Linked DNA regions of Rattus norvegicus: region 2 is linked to region 1. The links are chromatin contacts, called in public Hi-C maps. All regions are on one chromosome and are shown on one strand. The core of a region is the stretch at or near the end of the contact, and the rest is flanking DNA. Distances in the headings are between cores, read along the strand shown. Region 1 holds the start of Zswim6 (zinc finger, SWIM-type containing 6). Region 2 has its middle 66 kb from the start of Smim15.

The links. Hi-C and Micro-C count contacts between places; a contact is called where the count stands out from the background.
Region 2: a contact with region 1 is called in a Hi-C map of kidney, with 2.4 times the contacts expected there. The contact joins the enhancer-like site here to the promoter of Zswim6 in region 1. A contact is called at or near these places in 7 of 12 Hi-C or Micro-C datasets (the A7r5 cell line, kidney, liver and 3 more).

What each region holds. Positions count from the first base shown.
Region 1 is chr2:41,109,339-41,114,380 of GRCr8, reverse strand. It overlaps Zswim6 (zinc finger, SWIM-type containing 6), which reads left to right and starts at 2,042. Exons shown (of 14, transcript XM_039103499.2): 1 at 2,042-2,805. The coding sequence starts at 2,061.
Region 2 is chr2:41,193,390-41,198,112 of GRCr8, reverse strand. No RefSeq gene overlaps it. Among named protein-coding and RNA genes, the nearest start is that of Smim15, 66 kb to the left of the region's middle. Within about 2 kb of position 3,007, at least 41 of the 93 cell types and tissues checked have an H3K27ac peak or open chromatin away from gene starts, as enhancers often do. A contact at or near this core is called in the A7r5 cell line, kidney, liver and 1 more, where this site is marked.

The DNA.
Region 1 (5,042 bases), core at 793-3,292:
GTGATGGAAATTAATCCCTCCCACCAACACCACATCTGACCCCGAATGAGTCATTTATTCTGTCCGAGAACGCCAGTTTTGTCCTTTTTAGCTTTCTAATTCAGAGATCCGTGTACACGGGTGAAAATTCTCGGCGACCTGTGCAGCACACGCCTTTGTCATGACTTCCTGAGGACAGACTAGAGCTCACCCTACTTTCTGCTCTGATAGCCTAAGTTTTAAAGTCTCTTAAAATTATTTTTTAAGAGATCTAGATATTAAACAACCGGAGGAAAGAGACTTCCTCTTCCACTTGCCCATAAAGGTCTTTCAGTTTTCTGCCCAGCTTTTTCCTAGGCACCGAGGAGGTGCCTAGAAAAATACTGGATGAATATACAAAAACATGTCACCAAAATTTTCCTAACAAGCAGCTATGGAAAGTCTGCCAGCGTCCTGCCTCCAGGGACTTCTAGCCTGGGGCTCCTGATGCCCGACATGGATCACGTCCAATGTCTCGGGCGGCCTCCGCTTTGAGTGGGCAATTTTCTTTACAACACGCCGACGCGCGTAGTCGCTTTAAATTCAGACCAGGTAGGCAGTGGGGAGTAGCCAATATGCGAAAGTGTCAGAGGAGTTAGGGCTTATCTCCAACAATAGGACAGTATCTCTAACACTGTTTAGAGTAAAAACAGAAGGTGGAGCAAGAAGTCAGGGTGTCTAACGTGGTCATTAAGCCTGCGGCTTGGCTGAGATCTAACCAAGCTCTGCAGAGTGCGAAGAACAATGTCCGCAGGGTTCCCGGTTCAGACGGGGACTCGATTCTCCGCCTCCGCTGGCGCCCGGGCACCGTCTCCCAGCGATGCTCGCTCACTCGTCTTGTTGCCCTGCTGCGGGAGGACCCGCCGGTCGGGCGCCGCCAATGCTGCAGGGAGCGCGGCGCGCGCCCGGAGCGCCAAAGACTCCAGGTCCCAGCCCCGCCGCAGACTCCAGAGCGCCCGCGGCCGCTGTCCGCCACTGGGCGGCCGTGAGCGACAACCGTCTCGCGATCGAGAGTTTGCGCGATCCTCTGCCGGTGCGAGCGCTCTAACTGGAGCGGCCCGACCCCTGGGTCTGCAGCAGGTCGCGGAAGAGGGCGATTGGGGCTCCCGGCTGAACCCGGGCGGGCCAGCTTCTTTGCCCGAAGGGTTGAAAGAGTGCGAGGGCGGGGCAGCGTGGCCGGCTCCGGACGCGCGTCCAGCGGCTGCGAGGCAGCATCCGAGCGCTCTGCGTGTCCGGGCGCTCGGTCGGCTCGGCTCGGCTTCCTGGCCTGTCACCGGGCTGGAGCGAACCCGGGACTCAGGGCTGGGTGCGCTGCAGTTACGCGGGGCAGCCGCGCCCCTTCCCCACCTGGGTCGGCAAAAAGTGAAGTGGAAAACAGTGGCTGAGCTCAGCCCTCCTCCCTATCCCCTCGTGCCGCAGCCACGGCCGAGGGTGGGGGAAGTTCGCTCCGCCGGGTTGGAAGGAAAGCAGGCGGCCTGGGCCGCGCCTCCCCCGCCTTCCTCTGGGCTGCGTCCCCGGGGCTTCACGCAGCATTTCTTTGTTTTGAAAGCGCCTCCTCCGCCCAGAGGCTTTTCCCCGCGGGGCCGGCTGACTGGGGGGTGGGGCATCGAGCAGTCGGTCCATCCTCCATTTAGTCCGGAACCCTCCCCCTACCCGCCCCGCGGCGACCCACGAGGAGCGTCCTCACTTGGCGGACATCAAAAGGGAGGCAGGGCGCTGGAGGGCTAAGTTGAGTAGACAGGGGGCGCAGAGACCCACCCACCCTCCGCTTGGCAGACGGCCCGCCCCCTCCCGCGGGAACCCCGCCTGAGCCCCGCCCCCCGCGTCACAGCAGCCTGACATTCTCACAGCCCACCCGGCACCCAACCCGGGCGCCCCCGCCACCCCCGTGTCCACGGAGCGCTCTATTTATGTTTCAGCCCAGTGATTTGCATAGGCCCCGCCCCCTCCCCTAGGTTCTCCCTATCGGCGCTCCTCCTTGGCGACGTCGTCACCGTATAGGCCACACCTCCCGTGCCCCTACAAGGAGCGGCGGGCCCTAGATGGCAGCGTGGCGTCGCCACGGCGTGTGCGTGTCGCGCTTCCTTGTGCCGTTTATAGGGTCCCGGCACTTCCGCTGTCGGGTTAGAAGCGGCGCGGTCATGGCGGAGCGCGGACAGCAGCCTCCTCCCGCGAAACGGCTCTGCTGCCGGCCGGGCGGCGGCGGCGGCGGCGGCGGCGGCGGGGGTAGCAGCGGCGGCGGCGCGGGTGGCGGCTATAGCTCTGCCTGTCGGCCCGGCCCGCGGGCGGGCGGTGCGGCGGCGGCGGCGTGCGGGGGCGGCGCGGCGCTGGGACTGCTGCCGCCGGGCAAGACCCAGAGCCCCGAGTCTCTGCTGGACATCGCAGCGCGCAGGGTGGCGGAGAAGTGGCCGTTCCAGCGCGTGGAGGAGCGCTTCGAGCGCATCCCGGAGCCGGTGCAGCGCCGCATCGTCTACTGGTCCTTTCCCCGCAGTGAGCGGGAGATCTGCATGTACTCGTCCTTCAACACCGGTGGCGGCTCCGCGGGCGGCCCCGGCGACGACAGCGGCGGCGGCGGCGGCACGGGCGGCGGCGCGGGCGGCGGCGGCGGCGGCTCCTCATCCTCGCCGGCCGCCACCTCAGCCGCCGCCGCCGCCGTCGCCGCGGGCACCGGGACCCCGTCGGTGGGGGCGTCCAGCGCTGCGGACGGTGGCGACGAGACGCGGCTGCCCTTCCGCCGGGGTATCGCGCTGCTGGAGAGTGGCTGCGTAGACAACGTCCTGCAAGTCGGTGAGTCACGGGGCCGCCGCGGGCCGTCGGTCCTTCGGTCTGTCCTCCTGTCCCTCGGGGGTGGGGGAGGGAAGGGCCCCCTTCGTTCCTCTGGGCCGCCTCGGGCCGGGCGCGCGGTGCAGCGGTGGGGCGACTCGGACTGTCCCCGGAGCGGAGCGCCCATTTCCTCCCGCTGGTCCCCGCCCCCGTCTCCCCGGACGGGCTAGCGCGAGTGGGAAATGAATCAGCAGGACGCGCCCCTCGGCGGCGGGGCGGTGGGTGTCGGCGTCCCGGTCGTCTGTCCCGCAGCTTGAGCGCCGGTGTGCGGGGCGGGTGTGGACAAAGGCGCGGGCGGCCGCGGGGCTCGGGCTGGGGCGTGCGGCGCGGGGGAGGGGGCGCCGGCCGCAGACAATGCCGACCGGGGCGCTCGCTCTGCGCTGCCCGGCTCGCGTCCTTTCTTCTTGGCGCCGCTCCGCGCCCCGCGGTCCGAGGGAGGGAGGGGGGGCTGGCGAGTCCCTCCGACACCACTCGGCCACCGCTCCGCTCGGGGCTCCGACGGCCGGCGCGTCCCGTATACTCCAGCTGCTTAAGGTGTCTGCGACTAGCTCCGCGGCGTCCGCGCCGGGTCCCCGAGCAACCTCTGTCGGGAGCGACGGCCGGACGGGCCGCTGAGGGGCGCTGCTCGCGCTTCTCCATCCCGTGAGGTACCGGGCTGCCCGACTTCGGCCTGCGCCCGGGGTCCGGGTGCGGTGCTGAGGGAGCGGGCAGCACGGTCCGACGCCGTGACCCGCGGCCGGCGTCTGCACCGAGGGGCCCCACGGCCCCTGCGCCGCTGCGCGCCCCGCACCACCCGGCACTTTGTTCTCCTTTCGGGTTTATTTGTGCCCCTTTCAATTTTCTGTCACCCTCGGTAAAGGGGAAAGCAAACAAAAGAACCTCTTTATTTCTTTTCAGGGCTTGTAAAGTAGAAGATATTTGACAAAGGCGAGAGAAGGACTTGTGATTTAAAGCTGCACAGCCCTTCTTTCTCTGACAGACCAGGAGAGTTTTCTCAAATCCCTCTGCTTTCCATGGGGCTTTTCTTTTTATTCTGTTTAGATATCTTTTCCAGCCATAGTTATGGGGACGTTTGAACTAGATTGAAGTGAACAATACTGCAGCGCAACCTCCCTTTCCCCATATTTTATCTCCGGATTGCTGAAGGCATATTTTATAACCCCCTCCCACTCTGATTGAAATTGTATGGATGAACCCTGAAGCAAATGAATGAGGATAGATAGATTTGAAAGCGCTCTCTTCTCTTCTCTTCTCTTCTCTTCTCTTCTCTTCTCTCTTCTCTCTTCTCTCTTCTCTCTTCTCTCTTCTCTCTTCTCTCTTCTCTCTTCTCTCTTCTCTTCCTCCCCCCCCTCTCTCTAACTTGTTCTTTTCTCTGTGGTCCAATCTTTTTATCCTTTTCATTGGGTGTGGAGTCGGGGTCTGGACAGTGGCCCCGACACAGAAGATTTGTTTTAATCCTGTTTGGTTAATTTGAATTCTAATGTAATCTGAAAACGTGATTTTCTGCATGGTCATTTATTTCCAAAGACAGCCCTCTGTGTTGCTCAGCACCCTTTCCTTCTGTCTAAGAGGGAGGTTGGTTTTTGAGGCTATCCATCCTTCCCCCCACCTTTCTTCCCTTTAAAATCTAATTAACATTCTTTCTAGTTAACCCCCCCCGCCCCCGCCCACCTTCTCCTCTTTCCCCGCCGGTTTGAAACCAATTGAAGCACATGTATGGTCTCTGAGTATAACTAACTGGAGTCTGAATTTTTATGGCTTGGCTAGCAGTGTTGCGTCGTGGCCCCCGCCCCGCCCCCCCTTTCCCCTTGCTGTGTTTGACTCTGCTTGTGAGCAATGAGGAATGACAGGAGAGCACATAGGGAGGGTTTCTTGGCTGATTGCATTTAAGCCAGGAATTCACTGTGAAAATAAAGCCAAGGGGCGATAAATAAAAGATGCAATCTTCTCTAGGAGACAGACACACAGCGTGGGCTTTGCCTGCTTTCATCAGTGGAAGAGGCCGGGGCGAACAGTAAGTTGTAAAAGAAAATAGTAACTTTTTCAACAGTCCCCAAAGGGGAAGGGCGGCCACTTGAATGAATGCTGTTGGCCCCGGTTGATGTAAAGAGGCATGCGTGCCTCTAGTACTGTTTGAAGACTTGACCACCTCTTTGGAAATACTTACCTATGTACTAAAGAAATGATGTACAAATTGTGGA
Region 2 (4,723 bases), core at 1,758-4,257, 83 kb before region 1:
TGCCTCACATTACTGCCTTGTCATTCCTCGATGATGGGCTGTAAGCTGTAAGCCAAATCAACCTCTTCCGTCCAAGTTATGTTTGGTTACGGTCCTTATCACAGAAACAGAAACTTAGCTAAGACACTACTCCTGGACAAAATGGCCAGTTCCTTGTCTCCTAAGTTCTTTCTTAAAAAGAGGAGAAAAATATGGGAACGTATGTATTAGTTTGCATCGTACCCAAGAAACTAGCCACGCTCATATCCACAACCATTAATAGGCAGATGTGTTATGAACAAACTTCTTGACACATAGACTTTCCTCTTATTCTAATATTGCGCCACGTAAAGGCAGCCACCTATCCTTAGAATGCTATTTAAAATATTCCCCCATGTTTGTCTCATCCAACTCAGGTCTTTATAGAACAAGTCTAGGCCAGGGTTGAATGGATGGAAGCCCAGCTGCAGAAACTGAGTCAAAACTGGAAGAAGCCAGACTCCAGCCCACACCTGGCTCCTCCAGTCATCAGCAGAGACAAAAAGAGATCTCTAGAAATGGCCTAATTGAGTTCCTTCCCACCGTCATTTTCCATGGCTTTGTGTCAGATAAACCTATATGTTCTTAGAATATTTCAATAAATAAGGCACAGTTAGACCTCGTGTACATTTTCCTTTGGGAAATAGTTGGGCACCTCCTTAGAGAGTCACCTGTGAGCATGTTAAGAAGTAAAGGCCACAGTGGTGGATCAATGGCTGCTCTTGCAGGGAGCCTGAGTTCAGTTCTCAGCACTCACGTGGTTGATCAGAACCACTGCTAACTCCAGTTCCAAGGGATTGCATACCCTCTTTTGGCTTCTGCAAGCACCAAGCATACACATAGTGAAATACAGGGAACCACTTATACGCATAAAATACATCTTTAAACTGTTTTTTAAAAGAAAGAACTCGGAGTGAACATGAGGATCCTGGAAAACTGTATATCTGCGCATGAGTGTAGGGAGAGGAGGCTAGAGGACAAAGTAAAGAAGGATTGGATATTTTCCAGTGTAAACATTACAGGTGTCATCTTCTAAAGCAGCTTTTCTAGTGAAATAGTGCTGACTGTATTTAGAAGTTGATAGTATGATTCGGGCTCCTCAGGGCATTGTGGGTAAACTATGATTTTCTTGGTTGAAATGTCTCCTCCCCAACCCGGAATAGTAGAAAGACTGAATAATTTAATATTGGACACTTTCCCTTTGGGGGAATAATTTAAGCACTACCACATGTCTTCTTATTTTGTTCTTGTCTCTCAGGAATGGCTGGGCATTGACAATGCGGAAACAAAACAAACACAGAGACACACTTGAGGGGCGTGTGTGTGTGTGTGTGTGTGTGTGTGTGTGTGTGTGTGTGTTTAAAATCACTCTGGTGATTCCCCAGTCACTGGGCCATGATAATTACCCAGGAAGGTGTTTGAAGATGTGCTCCACTGAAACCTTCAGAAACTGCTTAATCCCCAGGAACGAAAACCAGTCAGATGGCGGCTGCACATGATGGAAGCAATCACTGGAATTAGAGGCACGGAAGAGCGCCGGAGGGGTGCTTGCCAGCAGCTGGCAGTGTCAGGAGAACTGGGGTCCAGGCAGCGGCCCCGCCCCAAGGCACTCATGAAGGGTTGATGTCTTTCTCTGGGTTACGTAGCACACAGCCCCACATCACAAGAGCCCCTGGCTCCTGGGAGCCTGGAAATCAGAGTCGCTTGTTTTTATTTATGTATCTTTCTAGTTCTTTTACCTTTTCCCTGCACTGAGGAGAGATGCAGCTGACTTTACATCAAACAGCTGTGGAGGTTAAAGTTAACTTCAACGTCGAGCCTTATAATTTACTTGAAAAGTGCAGTGACTCTTTTAACGACGCTTGTGTCCTAAGTACTCGGCAAGGCTGCATTGTCGCAGATAGCTGATTAAATTATATACATTATCGAGACATTTAGCTCGGAGATACTAAGAAAAAACATGGCCCCCGCACATTCTCTGACATCCTCTCCAGTCAAGATGGGCTGCAGAGGACTAAGGTCTGGCGCCTGTGACACCCTGTGACCTGGAGGCTGGTTCAGAAAAGGTCATGCTGCTTTACCTAAGTCCTCTTGGGGAGGTTTGGTCAGCGCCTAAGAAGCCTGACCAGAGGAAGTCGTTTAAGAGGGTCTACTGGTTCGTACCCAGCTGCCCTTCCAGCCACCGCAACTCCACCGGACCCCTTTCGAGAACCGGACTTGAATGACCATTTGAACCGTCATTTGAAGCTTCAGATGGTGACAATCTTCCCCCACAACTACCAGCACCTATGTGAAGACCCATATGACTGGGCAGCAGCCAAGTCCTCCATGAATTCTTGCCCACAAAAGCATTTTTTAAAATATCAAAATGTTTGTTTTGGTTTCCTCCATTACGTTTTGGGATAAAATCTGCTACATAATAACATCAGCAGGCAAGCGCTTTCTCTCCTCTGACCTCCCACTCCTTCCAGAGGTTTACTTTCACTTTAGGCCCCTGGGCCACTTTTCCTTGACTTTGTCTTTTCAGAGTCCGTAGGTGGGACACACACACACACACACACACACACACACACACACACACACACACACACACGCATGCACAATTATACCTCTCAGGCCATCACATGACTGCTTTACTTTCTAGATCACTTGAGCTGAGAAAACTTTGCCTTAGAGGGAGATTGGGGGGGGGGGGCTGTCCAAGGTCACGTGACTAAGCCGAAGTAAACCCAGATCTTCCCATGCCAGGTTTCCTCGGCCTTTCCCCTGTGTAATTACTTTAATTTCCCACTGACCTCATAAAAACAAAACGGACCAAGCCTTTTCTACTCTGAAAACTGTAAACTTAGGACTTGACAAACAAGCAGAAGCCCCTTGGCTGCAGCGCCTCTCTCGGGCCTCTAGAGGTGCACAGAATACGCCTAGTGGCTGTCTGTGTCTCTTAAGGGGTGATGACAGAGGGCAGCAAACAGAGGTGCCAGAGGACCTAGCCTACTCCCTGTCTTCTTCCCCCAAGGCTTGCATTCTGAAGGCAGCAAGCTAATTATGGTCAGAGTACAGGCAGGCTGGGATTCCTGAACATGCTGGGAAAATGCCAAGCTCTCCCTCACGCTTCTGTGGTGGACACCTCTTACGAAAGAAAGAAAGAAAGAAAGAAAGAAAGAAAGAAAGAAAGAAAGAAAGAAAGAAAGAAAGAAAGAAAGAAAGAAAGAAAGAAAGAAAGAAAGAAAGAAAGGAAGGAAGAAAGAAAGAAAGAAAGAAAGAAAGAAAAGAAGAAGAAGAAAGAAAAAGAAAAAAGAAAAAACCTAAAGTATTTTTAAATGACATATTGCATATTCTGGGACAGGGCTCAGAAAAGAAGAGTGATTGGAACAAAAGATTTAGAGTCTCCGTTAAGACTGGGGCTGGCTAAATGTTGGGAGAGTGTATGTGCATGCTTCATCTGCCACTCAACAGCCTAGGCAGGCTGTCATTAATACATTCTCCACCGCCCACTGCCCCAGAGTTGCCCCATTTTTTCCCCTAAGCCCTACAGCACTGTCGTTTCATGAGTCTGGCAAGGGAATTAGAACCAATGAGTGAAGAAGACCGCCTCCCCCACCTCTTGGTTGATGCCTTCCTTTCGGTTCAGCTCTCTTGCCAGCAATCAAGCAAGTCCCCTTCCTCCATCCCCACCTCCTCCCACTCTCCTCCACCGGAGAGGAAAGGATAATTGTGAGTCTTTCACATGAGGTGTGGCTTGGTTCAATACGTACTGTTGGTTCTGCAGATATGCGGGTGGGAGGCTGACTACTCATGTTGTGCCATATGCCACTCTGCTGGCTGGCACGAGGGAGGAAGCCTGAAAAGCAAAGGAGAGAAATGGATATGCCTCCTGCTTTTGAAGCACAGACTTTGATAATAATAATCATAAGGCAAGAATCTTAGAGAGAGAGAAAAAAATCACATAATTGCAGCTGTGCTAATCCTTCATGGGTTTCCTTGTGCTGTGCCCAATTTGCCTTTCAGAAAGACCCAACAGCAGATTAAATGGACCTCCCCAAACTCATAAAGCTATGCCCAACTGGGTAGACCCTTACATGTATTGTATATATTCTGGAAAAGTCTGTTGTAAATTGATTTTTTTCCCAAATCTAGTTATATTTCAAATATTGTCAAGGTGCTCTTGATTTTAATCAGTACCGTTTTGTAAAGCAAACAATAATTTTGTAATATAAATAGTGACTCCCTTATTTGTTTTGCAACTTTGGGATTTTGTGGCTTATTTTTTCTAACAAGATATTGCTATAGCTAAGAGTAAGAAAATAATAATTATGATGATGTTGATGATAATAATATAACATTATAGAAACATAAGCTAAAAATGTAGGAATTTAGACTCTTTTTAAGAGGGACCGTTCTCTGAACTGAGTGGAACTTTGTGCCAATCCCACAGATAAACTGTGTGAACTGTAGGTTTAAGTACACGGGAGGTGACTTTCCTCCGAGATAGTCCGCCATCGTGTTACTGTTACGTCAGAATGCTGGATTTGACTGTGTAAAGAAAAGTCTGCACGTGTAGCATTGTTTAACAAAAACTAGGAAGGAACATAAGACCCTGTGAGCAGAGAAGCCATTCAGATGCAGATTGTTTATTGTCATGAAATATTAGGCTGCGGTGAAGAAGGACGGGGCAGCATCTGAAGAGTTACAGTGAGATACAGCG